Linked DNA regions of Mus musculus: region 2 is linked to region 1. Evidence: chromatin contacts called from public Hi-C data. All regions are on one chromosome and are shown on one strand. The core of a region is the stretch at or near the end of the contact, and the rest is flanking DNA. Distances in the headings are between cores, read along the strand shown.

Region 1 (5,094 bases), core at 1,832-4,331:
GATAAAGGAAAATGTTCATTCCTGTCATGCGATCCAACCCAGCTCAACACATGTTGTTTTCTTTTCTTTCCTTTTCTGTTGCTCTCTCTTTTGAAAAGCTTCTTTTCTCCTTAACTCCTCTACTTGGCTAACAGAGACCTCACCTTTGTAAGGTCATGTGATGTCACTGGGAGTAAGGACTTGAGACTCAGGTAACCAGGAGGACTGGAGAGGGGAGTAGTTCTGCTGCTGGATGGGGAAGGGGAGGCATAGTGCTGATGTGAGGGGAGGTGGTTGTTGAATGAGGGATGGGAAGCGCAAGGATGCTGAGAGAGGAGCTGGCTTCTCAGCTGGAGAGAGCTTGAGGAGAGCCATGGATTCTAGTGTTCATATGACTGTCCAGTGTATGCTTGCTCTTTAGGGGGCCCATCCAGGAAGGGTTTGGCTTTAGTTCTGTAAGGATTGACATTGTTTTAATTCCTTAATTCAAGATTTTAATTCTACTTTGGACTGGGGGGCAGCTAAGGGGAGCGAGGGGAGGGAAGCAGACAAGCTCACAACTGCCTGTAGCTCCAACCCCTGCAGATCAGCGCCCTCTTCAGGCCTCCAGCAGCACCTGCACTCATGTGCACAAACACTCAGATACACATATACAGAACCTAAAAAAGTAAAAGTAAATCGTTTGTTTGTTTGTTTGTTTTGTTTTTTTCGAGACAGAGTTTCTCTGTATAGCCCTGGCTGTCCTGGAATTCACTTTTTAGACCAGGCTGGCCTCCAACTCAGAATTCTATCTGCCTGCCTCTACCTCCTGAGTGCTGGGATTAAAGGTGTGCACCACCACGCCCGGCTGTTTTTGTTTTTGTTTTTTTTTTTTTAAATAAATCTTAAAAGGAAAAGAAGGGTATATCCAAATGTAACTTGCAGCTATGAGGTGAGGATCTTTTCTTTTTTGTTTTTCTCTAGCATTTCACTTTTTATATAGGGCAAATGAAAATGAGCAAAATTAGTTTTAATAGATTAATTTGTTGTAATAGTGTAGGGTTTTGATCTATTCAAACATTCTGGATAAAAGGTATTAAAATTCTGGATAAAATTCCATCTGTCATGGGACAAATCTAACATTTCTAAGTGCTGCTATAAATTCATGTATGCTAGACAGATATTGACGATGAAGTTACTTGTTTTAGAGGACACAAATTGCACACAATAAGATGCCATTTTGCTTCATGTATTTCCTGGTAAGCGGCTTCTGTGTTGTTGCTAATAGTGGTGGTGGCAGTATGATGAGATACTGACTCACTTTGTCTCCCAAAATGGTCCAGAATTCACAGTCCTCTTGCCTCGGCCTCCTGAGTCCTGGATTATATTTGAACCAACATACTTGATAGATATTTGATTTGGGGTTTTTAAATACAGTAGTCTTTAAATCCCCCAACATGATAAAATCAACAACTGCTAAATAGTTAATAGATATGCTTTTTAAAAATCATCAATTTGAAATTGTTTTAGTATTCTTTGTCTTTTCGGAAAGGTGGTTGCTTGGATAGGTGGTTACGTAGTTATGTGACTAAACAGTATCAATGGCCTGCCATAGAGCAGGTGCAGATGTGGCATGCATTAGCTGGGCCAGCCTATGAGCAGAGAGCAAAGAGCTTGTGCTGGAAAAGAACAAAAGGAGAACCAGTTTGTGAACCACTTAAGGCCCTGCTTTAGGGTTATCTAACTCTACGGGTAGGGGACTCTATTGTGATTTTGTGTAAATGACGGCACACATAGTATTGTTGAAAGTTTAACTGTGACTTCAGCTGTGAGCAGGAGCAGGAAGGAGCAGGAAGGAGCAGGAGCAGGAAGGAGCAAGAATAGGTTGAGGTTTGCTACAAAGGAAAATTTTCGAGTTTACCCTTGGATTGGCATGATTGAAGGAAGCCTTGGAACCAGTGTGAATGCCAGATGCTGTGTGTGTATGTGTGTCTGTGTCTGTGTCTGTGTCTGTGTCTGTGTCTGTGTCTGTGTCTGTGTGTAGTACAGGGGGATTGAACCCGAGTGTTGGCACATGGCAACTATACATTATACTACGCAGCAACATCTCCTGACTCAGATGTCTCTTAAATTAGCCACAGGAAATTCAGGAAGAAGGGAAAGTACCTTTTTGCAGGAGATGTGATATGGTTTTGGGTGTTAAATAGGAGGTGACGGTGCTGTGTTAAAGCAAAGATAGCTGACAGTCCCTTAGAGCTAAAAGCCTGAGTGAAAAGCCATTGTATAGAGCATGCAGATGCTGCTCCTCGGACTTAAATTGAAACTGCAGTAGTAAGCAAATGTCTTAGAGAACATTGTACCAGCTTAGAATATGAGACCGAGCCCTGTACTCTGGACATCTCCAGTGACTGGAGGAAGGTAGGAGAAGGACACTGCCAGAAATACAAATGAAATGGAATATACTCGGGTCAACACAGCACATTGGCCAGAGGGGAAAGAACTAAGGGAAGGGATCATAGAAATGAAACTATCAGGGTGATGCCAAATGCTATAACATTCATAGAAAGCCAAGAACTGGTCCCTGGCTTGAAGCCTGCTGGTGACGATCAAAAACAGACTCTGAGGACTGAAGAGTGGGTGCGGTGAGACAGCAGATTACTATCAGTAACCTGCTTCCTAGGGAGATGGTGGTCAAATGCAGTGCTGAACCGAGAATAGACAGCTAAGTAAAGAGATACTAGACGGCCTTGTTTTATTGCAGGCAGAAGTGAAACACTGGTGGACAAAGGTGAAGGGAAGCCAGTGGCAGTGCTGAGTGGTAGGGGGCAGTCAACGGGACTAATGCTTTCCTGAGACTGGAGCTTTTTAAAGCACTGATGATCTAAGCTAGGATGTAACGTGGATTCCTTTAGCAGTATTGAGAGATGCAAAAGCTTGTTAAGATGCAGGCTTGCAATCCTTTGTTTTTTGTGTGTCAGTGGGGAGAGGAGAGGTGTGAGTCCCCTGTGAGCAGTGGTAGAATAAATGGGCAGTGTGCTTTTGCTGCCTAGAGGCGAATGAAGCAACAATGGATGGTCAGGAAAGGCCTGATGGAGAAGTGATTTTCACTGAGCACTTAAAGAAGGGTTAGATTCACAGAAGTGAAACTGGGGGCATGTCTTCTGGGAATAATATATTCTGCATGTGCAAACACCAGTCATTTAGAAAGCAAAGATTCTTGGTGACTGTAGAGTTCTGACTTTATTCTATTCTATCCTAATAGTAACACAGCAAGGAGTTTTACATATGACCAGGCTTCAGGTACTGACTTTTAAGCACTCTGTAGATACTCTTAGCCAGCGGCACAATCACCAAGATCCTTAATGTTTTTACTAACTTTATAGATGAAGAATTAGAAGTGTCAGTTTGTACCAGCCGCTGTAGTTGATGAAGACAGGAGTTGATATTCAGCCTGGACATTTGCCCTAGCTTCAGAGCTCTTAACTTCTCGGTTTGACCTCTGTAGGAGATTGTGGAGGACACAGTGCCATATTGGCCAAGGCCAAGTCTAGAGCGTCCTGAATACCTTCAGCTGTTAGCGTAGACGTTGTTTCCCGTCAACAAAGAGTCACTGGGCTATTGGAAGAAGCAGAATAAAGTTGTAAGATTGGAGCTGTCTGGCACAGGGTGCCCAGTGAATCTCCTGAGCTCTCCCTGTGAGTCAGACCTTTGAATCATGGTTCATCCCAAGGCCTGGGCCATACTCACCCTTATGTACAGGGCAAATGTTGCCTGTCCTTTTAGTGGTTTTTGTTTTGAGGCAGGATCTTACTGTGTAGGCTAGGTTGGCTTTGAGCTTGTCATTTTTCTGCTTCAGCCTCCCTAACACTGGGTTTATGGCATGTGACACTATGCCTGACTCATTTTAGTTTTTGAAAGGATAAAGTATCTACATTTGAAATGTGACCCAATAATTTCTGTCGTAAAGTTATTACTTGTGGTAGAAAATTCAAGGAGGTTGGTGTTCCCTTTTCAAAGAGCAGACAGGATGGACATATGTGAATAATATGTACAGAAAAAAAAGAGTCTTTTTCTTTCTTTCTCATATTGGCTAGCAATAAAAAAAAGAAAGGAAGGAAGGAAAAAAAAAAGAAAGGAAGGAAGGGAAAAAAAAGAAAGAAACTCCTAAGGCTTAATTTTACAGCTGCCAAGAACCCTGTGGTAGCGTCTGGGCCGTGATAGAGTGGGGAAGGTGGAAACCCTGCCTGATGCCTGCTTGGTTCTGAGACCTAGGAACCCCAGAGGCATGGCACAGGCCGGTCTGTTCTGTGCCTGCATAAGGTGGAAAGCCGAGTCTGCAATCACTCCACTGCTCGGAAAAGCAGAGCCAGCATACGTATGGGCTAGCTCAGTTCTGGTGCAGTCAGCTCTCTGCAGCAAACGTGCAACTGTCTCTCCCGCCTGTTGCTCTGCAAGGTGATGAGAGAAATCACTCTTGCCCGTTATCTGTAGCCAACAGGGAGATAAACCTTCTGGGAAGGTCTCGGGAGCAGATGACTTACGTGGTGTAAGTTTTCTGGAAAGAAGAGGCAAATAACAGAATAGCTGTAAACATCCAAACAAGAAACAGCATTAAACAACCAATAGTAGAATTCTTTTACAACAGTAAAAGGAAAATTAAGGAAACTATCCCCTTAGGGAGACAGTAAAACTGACAGGTTAAAGAGTGTTCTCCTTCAGTGAGGGGAATATTAGAGTGCAAGTATGGTGATGCACGACTTAAGAGCATGGAGCATGTCTTGGGGAAAGCCACTACCAAACAGAGGTGGCAGTGATCTTGGATTTGGCCTAAGGGTATTTCCTGTTTGTTGAACTATATTCAACAGCTTGTTTTCATTTGTGCCATGAGACTGAGGTAGGGAAGAAGGCACAGGATAGAGAACGGGGCGTGCCTTTAGGGCTAGATTATGTTAACCTTTAGTTCATGTGACAGACAGACGCCAACCAGTTGGTCCCGAAGGGACATAGCAGAAATTGTGAACTTGTTTATTCATGTGGACAGCGCCCCATTCCCACCCCCAAGCCCCCCAGTCCCTTAGGAAGAAGGAACTCTGGGTAGCAAGTCAGAAAACTGGCGAGGCAGTGGTGGTGCACGCC
Region 2 (5,094 bases), core at 710-3,209, 390 kb after region 1:
ATAGCCATAGAAATAAGTCTCCCTTGATAATTTTAAATACTGTACCACAGTTCATCCCAGCATATATTGTAACTTATTTATCCAGACTCAGTTAATAGACAGCTAGCTCAAAGGTTCTTAACACGGGGGTCAAAACCCCAATGTGGAATTGCATATCAGATATCCTGCATAGTGGATATGTACATTATGATCCATGCTAGTAGCAAAATAACAGTTATGACCTAGCAACAAAGTAATTTTATGCTTGGGGACCACCACAACATGAGAGCTGTGCCAAAGGGTTGCGGCATTAGGAAGGTTGAAAACCACTGGTCTAGCTAATCCTTCAGGCTCCCTAGAGACTCATGTCTATTCTGTAATTCTAGATCCCATCAATTGGACAATGAGTAGTAACATAACCACATAATATATCTGTGAAGGTCCTAGGATAAGCCATAGGAAGTGTTATTAATCCATAGACTATGCACTTATTAGTATTAACTCTTAATTACCCAACTATCTACTGGGTAGTTGAACTAACATATCCCCAGCACACTCTTCAGGAGACATTTTGAAGTTGGGTGATGGGGTGAGTTAGTGTATTGATTTACATCTTGCTTATGTATGAGATGGCCTTTTCCAGGATTTGACACTGAGCCTGCAAGTCCCTTTTATGTTCACATTCCAGTGAAGAATCTGATGTTTCAAGTCTGCCCTGTGTCTTACAGGATGCTTGAAGCAGCCTTGGATCATTTGCATTACACTCATATGACCCAGGCTGGATGCTCATTCATCATACAGTAAGGATGATTTTGAACTCCTGATCCTCCTGCTTTCACCTCCAAAGTACTAAGGTTACATATGGATATGGTGTGTGCCACCATATCCGGCTAAATGCTTTGGTTCAGCTGTTTTGCCTTTTTGACCTTAGACATAAGCTCCTAGTGGGAAACACATGAAGACCCTGAAGTTTAATGAGTGGCATATACGTTTATGAAGGAGGAAGAGGAACCTTGGATTTGTAACAGCACTGTGGAGTGCTGTCTGTATGCCCAATGCCCAGTGGCTGAGAAATCAGGGGTCTGCAGGCATTCTATAGATGAGGTTAAATAACTGCTCAGCACCATGGAGCAAGTTTGTTTGAAAAGGCAGGTTTGAAGCTCAGAATCCAGTACTGTGTTCTCCTGTACCCACCGTTGTTTCATGCTGTCTTCTCTATGCTGGAGTGGACGTGTAGTCCAAGTTGAGAACCCTGGCACTGGACTCTCATCCATGCTGTCAAATGGGAGTGATGAGCTTTGAGAGGTTTTCCTATCTAGAGAGTTTGAAGGTGACTCCCTGAGGGTGCTGTTGCTCTGAGGAAGGACTGGTAGTGAATGAGAGGTGATGTCAGGGGGACTTTGTCCCAGGTGATGAAATGCAAATATACGTTCCTGGATTATTACCCAATTAAGGTGAGGATAAGAGCTATTGGGTACCCAGGAGAAGCTGAGATGACATTACTCAAGGCAGACTATATGTGTAAAACAGAATATATCTCAATTATTACACAAACCTTTGTTGGGCATGAGAACAAGCATGGGGTGTCACATAAACTTCATACAGACTGAAGTGGAGAATTTTGAAGGCAGTTCTTGGGGATTCATGATTCTAAATACAAGTCCTCACCTAGAGTAGCGTCCTCAAGTCCTGCAGGAAGTCAGATCCTCATTCCTAGTCACAGAAAGTGGCTTCCTACCCCTGAGAGCTGCTGTGGGCCTGGACAGGAATGATACTAAGTTCTGAGTGATTTCTGGGTCATCCCAGAGGAAGACATGAGATGAGAGTCCTCAGTGTTTTCTGGAAATCCAGGTGGGCTTAACTCCTCTCCAGCTACCAACTGGAGGGTTTCCCAATTGATCATTGAACAGACGTGAAGAGAGAAAGCAGGTCTGATTCATAGACATTGTGTTCACCTAAATGCCCCACCGTCTTTTTGGAGAGATGTAAAGTCTCTTTCCTGTGATTCACATGTATTACTCAGAATCCTTGTACTTACTGGACTCTAAAGCAGAGATTCAGGTTTGGGGGAAGTAACTTTTAAACACTGCAAATAGTGAGTCCTTCTCTCCTTCCCTCTCCTCTAATGCCAATATGGGTTATAGAGCTAGGCAGCTCTGATGTCAGAAAATACTCCCCTTCCAAGTGGTAAGAACACTGGGTGGACCTCTTCCCCATTCTTCAATAGGGAAGACACATTGTTAGTCTAGCGCATCGTATGATGAAACAGGAAACATGTTATCTTTGTGACTCAGCTGTGGCAAAACGCAAATGTCAGTCAGACAATGAGATGGGAATACAGGGGCTTAAGGTCCCTAAGCTTGCTTCTGAAAGAGGACAAAGCATCGGCTGGCGAGTGGTGGCTGTGGTCATGACAGCTGTGTGTGTCCTTGTCTCTTCTCGGCCCTGCCTAGGTCCTTCTCGTAATGTCAGAGATAAGCATTTTTGCTTGTCATTGTGTCTTATACTTCCTGGATACACTGTCACAAATAATGAGAACGTCGAGTCCTTCAGGCTGAGCCAGTGAATGGCATCCACTCTTCTGAACTTTGGATGCTTGCTGGGTAGTCAAGGCCTGGCTTTTCAGTCATTTAGCAGGCAACACAGAGAGTTTGAGTGTTCAGAGAGCTGCCAGTCATTGTTTAATGCTTTAGAGAACATCACAGGTTCTAAATCCAGGGAGGAATTTTTATTCTTCTTCTCTCTCTCTCTCTCAAAAAATTCTTTAGTTGATTTATATGTCTCTGTGTGTATATGCACACATGTGGGTGCAGGACCTGCCTAAGCCAGAAGAGAACACTGGATCCCCTGGAGCTGAAGTTACAGGCAAATGTCAGCTGCCCTTTGTGGGTTCTGGGAACTGAGCTGATATCCTCTGGAAGGACAAGTGTTTTTAATCACGGAGACATCTCTCCAGCCCATCTTCTGTTTCTCAGTTTTTGTCATTTAATTTCTTAAATCAAATTTTTATAAGCTAAAAAGGCAGGAATGCTGGGAGGTGGCTTCCTTGGTAAAATGCTTGCTGTGCACACATAAGAACCTGAGCTAGATCTCCAGTGCCAACGGAAAGGCTAGATGTGGTAGTGGGTCTCTGTAATCTCAGTGCTAGGGCCTCTGGAGCCTGATGGATCCTTGGGGTCCTGACCAATGTAACTGAGTTAGCCAGCTCCAGGTTGGATGAGAGATACTATTTCAGAAGTTAAGGTAGAAAGCAATTGAGGAAGATCCCCAAGGTTGACCTCTGGCCTCCTCATGTATATACATGCATGATCAGGAATACACACACACACACACACACACACACACACACACACACACACACAAATTCATACACACATACACACACAAACAAACATACACATACATCCACATATACTCGCACACACATGCACTCATATACACACATGCAAACATACTACACACATACACTCACACACACTCACATGTGTACTCATACACACACATGCACAGATATATGTGTGTACACACACTTATGTGAGCACACACACTCATATACACATGTATACTCCACACGCGCGCACACACATGCGTGCATGCACACCAGGAACTCCAGTGAGTGTGTTGTTATTTAGTAGCCCCTGATGACCTACTTGGAATCTTGGTGTCAGAGCTCCTTTGGGTCACTCTGTCATGTTGTGTGGCAATCTGGTAACATCAGAAAAGAAATCTTCCCCAAATAAATTTGGCTCTGAGGTAGGAGAAGAAGAGTCAAGTTGACCATGGACATTGTGTGTGCCCCTCACAGATTTATTAACCATTCTCCCAGCTGCTTCTCTTCATCCAGAGAAACAAGTAACACTTCGTCTGTCTAGAAAACCCAGGCCTGTCTCAACCCAGAGAGAGAATCCAGCCACAAAAAAAAAAAAAAAAAAAAAAAATCAAACAAACAAAAAACAACTGTCATGGGCACTTTGCATTTCTGTAGCTTCAGAGAGTAAATTTATAAGGGTCTTGAGGAGGCTTACCCTTTTAATTGTTGGGAGAAGAATAGAAGAAGTTGAACTTAAGGAATCCAAGTGCCTTGGAATGACTTCGAGTGGGTCGTTCATGTGGTTAGGGCAATGCTGTGTCCAAGGGAATACTTTGATTGATTGTGTCAGTGTCCTTGGGTGGCCCTCCCGAGAGCTTGAAGGCTTGTGTAAATTTGGTTTTCTCTAGAAGCTTCTAAGCTTTTACAGATGAGGCCTTATGTCCTCTCTGTTTTGTTCCCATAATAATGATCAGTATAATAAATGGGGCCATGGAGGGATTAAGAATAGAATAAGCTGGTTGGTTGCTGTACAAGTGGATGTTTTCAACTCTATTGAGACTGAGTAGATATTGTAGATGAGAATCCCAGCGGTTAGGTATTTGGTCCTTATGGATAGTAGCCATCATTTCTGCTTCGTTATAATTTATTGGTCATTGTGGTCCTCAACTCAAGGGTTTACACTCGATTTTATTTCATGAACTGGCTTTACCAGAGGCTGTCCAGTACCGTATGTTGAGTGTCCATTCAGGTCCAACGAGAGCTGTAAAGGGTTAATTATTTTATTGAGAGGAGAGAGTAGCATCTACACTGTAGCTGATGCTCCCCTAGTTTCCGTCTCTATGGAGACAGGTTCCTTTGCATCCCTTCTTTGCCTTCCCAGAGCCACTGGTACAATGTGCAGCTTTGGAGACAGTGTGGTGGATTTTGAACCTCCACCCTACCTTGTGTTAATGGTGTGCTTTGAGAAAAGTGTTAAATATCTCAGAATCCCAGTTATCTTCTAAACTAGGGGTAAAAAGGTGTCATTTACAGGACTGCAGAAGGAAGCCATGAATACGGTGGTTGGAAAACAGCAGGAATCTGAAGCTTTGCACCTCTCCCTTACAAAGAAGTCAAAGAGCCACTTATTTCCTGTTACTCTGGCTAACTGTTCTCTCCTCCCATGCTGTGAACACATATGGAACACTGTCACATTGATGAAAGCATAGCATTGATTGTGGCGGCAGAACATTTAATAGATACGTGATTCTTTCCATCATTTTTACACCTTAAGTCTATTGAGTGCAAGCAGTCAATGCATTTTA

What was found. Hi-C and Micro-C count contacts between places; a contact is called where the count stands out from the background.
Region 2: a contact with region 1 is called in a Hi-C map of bone marrow-derived macrophages, with 2.5 times the contacts expected there. The contact joins two enhancer-like sites. A contact is called at or near these places in 6 of 484 Hi-C or Micro-C datasets (the C2C12 cell line, Sertoli cells, bone marrow-derived macrophages and 2 more) and 1 of 9 other capture datasets (embryonic stem cells).

What each region holds. Positions count from the first base shown.
Region 1 is chr17:74,805,435-74,810,528 of GRCm38.p6, forward strand. The region is part of intron 13 of Ttc27 (tetratricopeptide repeat domain 27); the gene reads left to right. Among named protein-coding and RNA genes, the nearest start is that of Ttc27, 90 kb to the left of the region's middle. Within about 2 kb of position 3,082, at least 29 of the 459 cell types and tissues checked have an H3K27ac peak or open chromatin away from gene starts, as enhancers often do. A contact at or near this core is called in the C2C12 cell line and bone marrow-derived macrophages, where this site is marked.
Region 2 is chr17:75,197,567-75,202,660 of GRCm38.p6, forward strand. All of the region lies in intron 5 of Ltbp1 (latent transforming growth factor beta binding protein 1), which reads left to right. Among named protein-coding and RNA genes, the nearest start is that of Ltbp1, 190 kb to the left of the region's middle. Within about 2 kb of position 1,960, at least 61 of the 459 cell types and tissues checked have an H3K27ac peak or open chromatin away from gene starts, as enhancers often do. A contact at or near this core is called in the C2C12 cell line and bone marrow-derived macrophages, where this site is marked.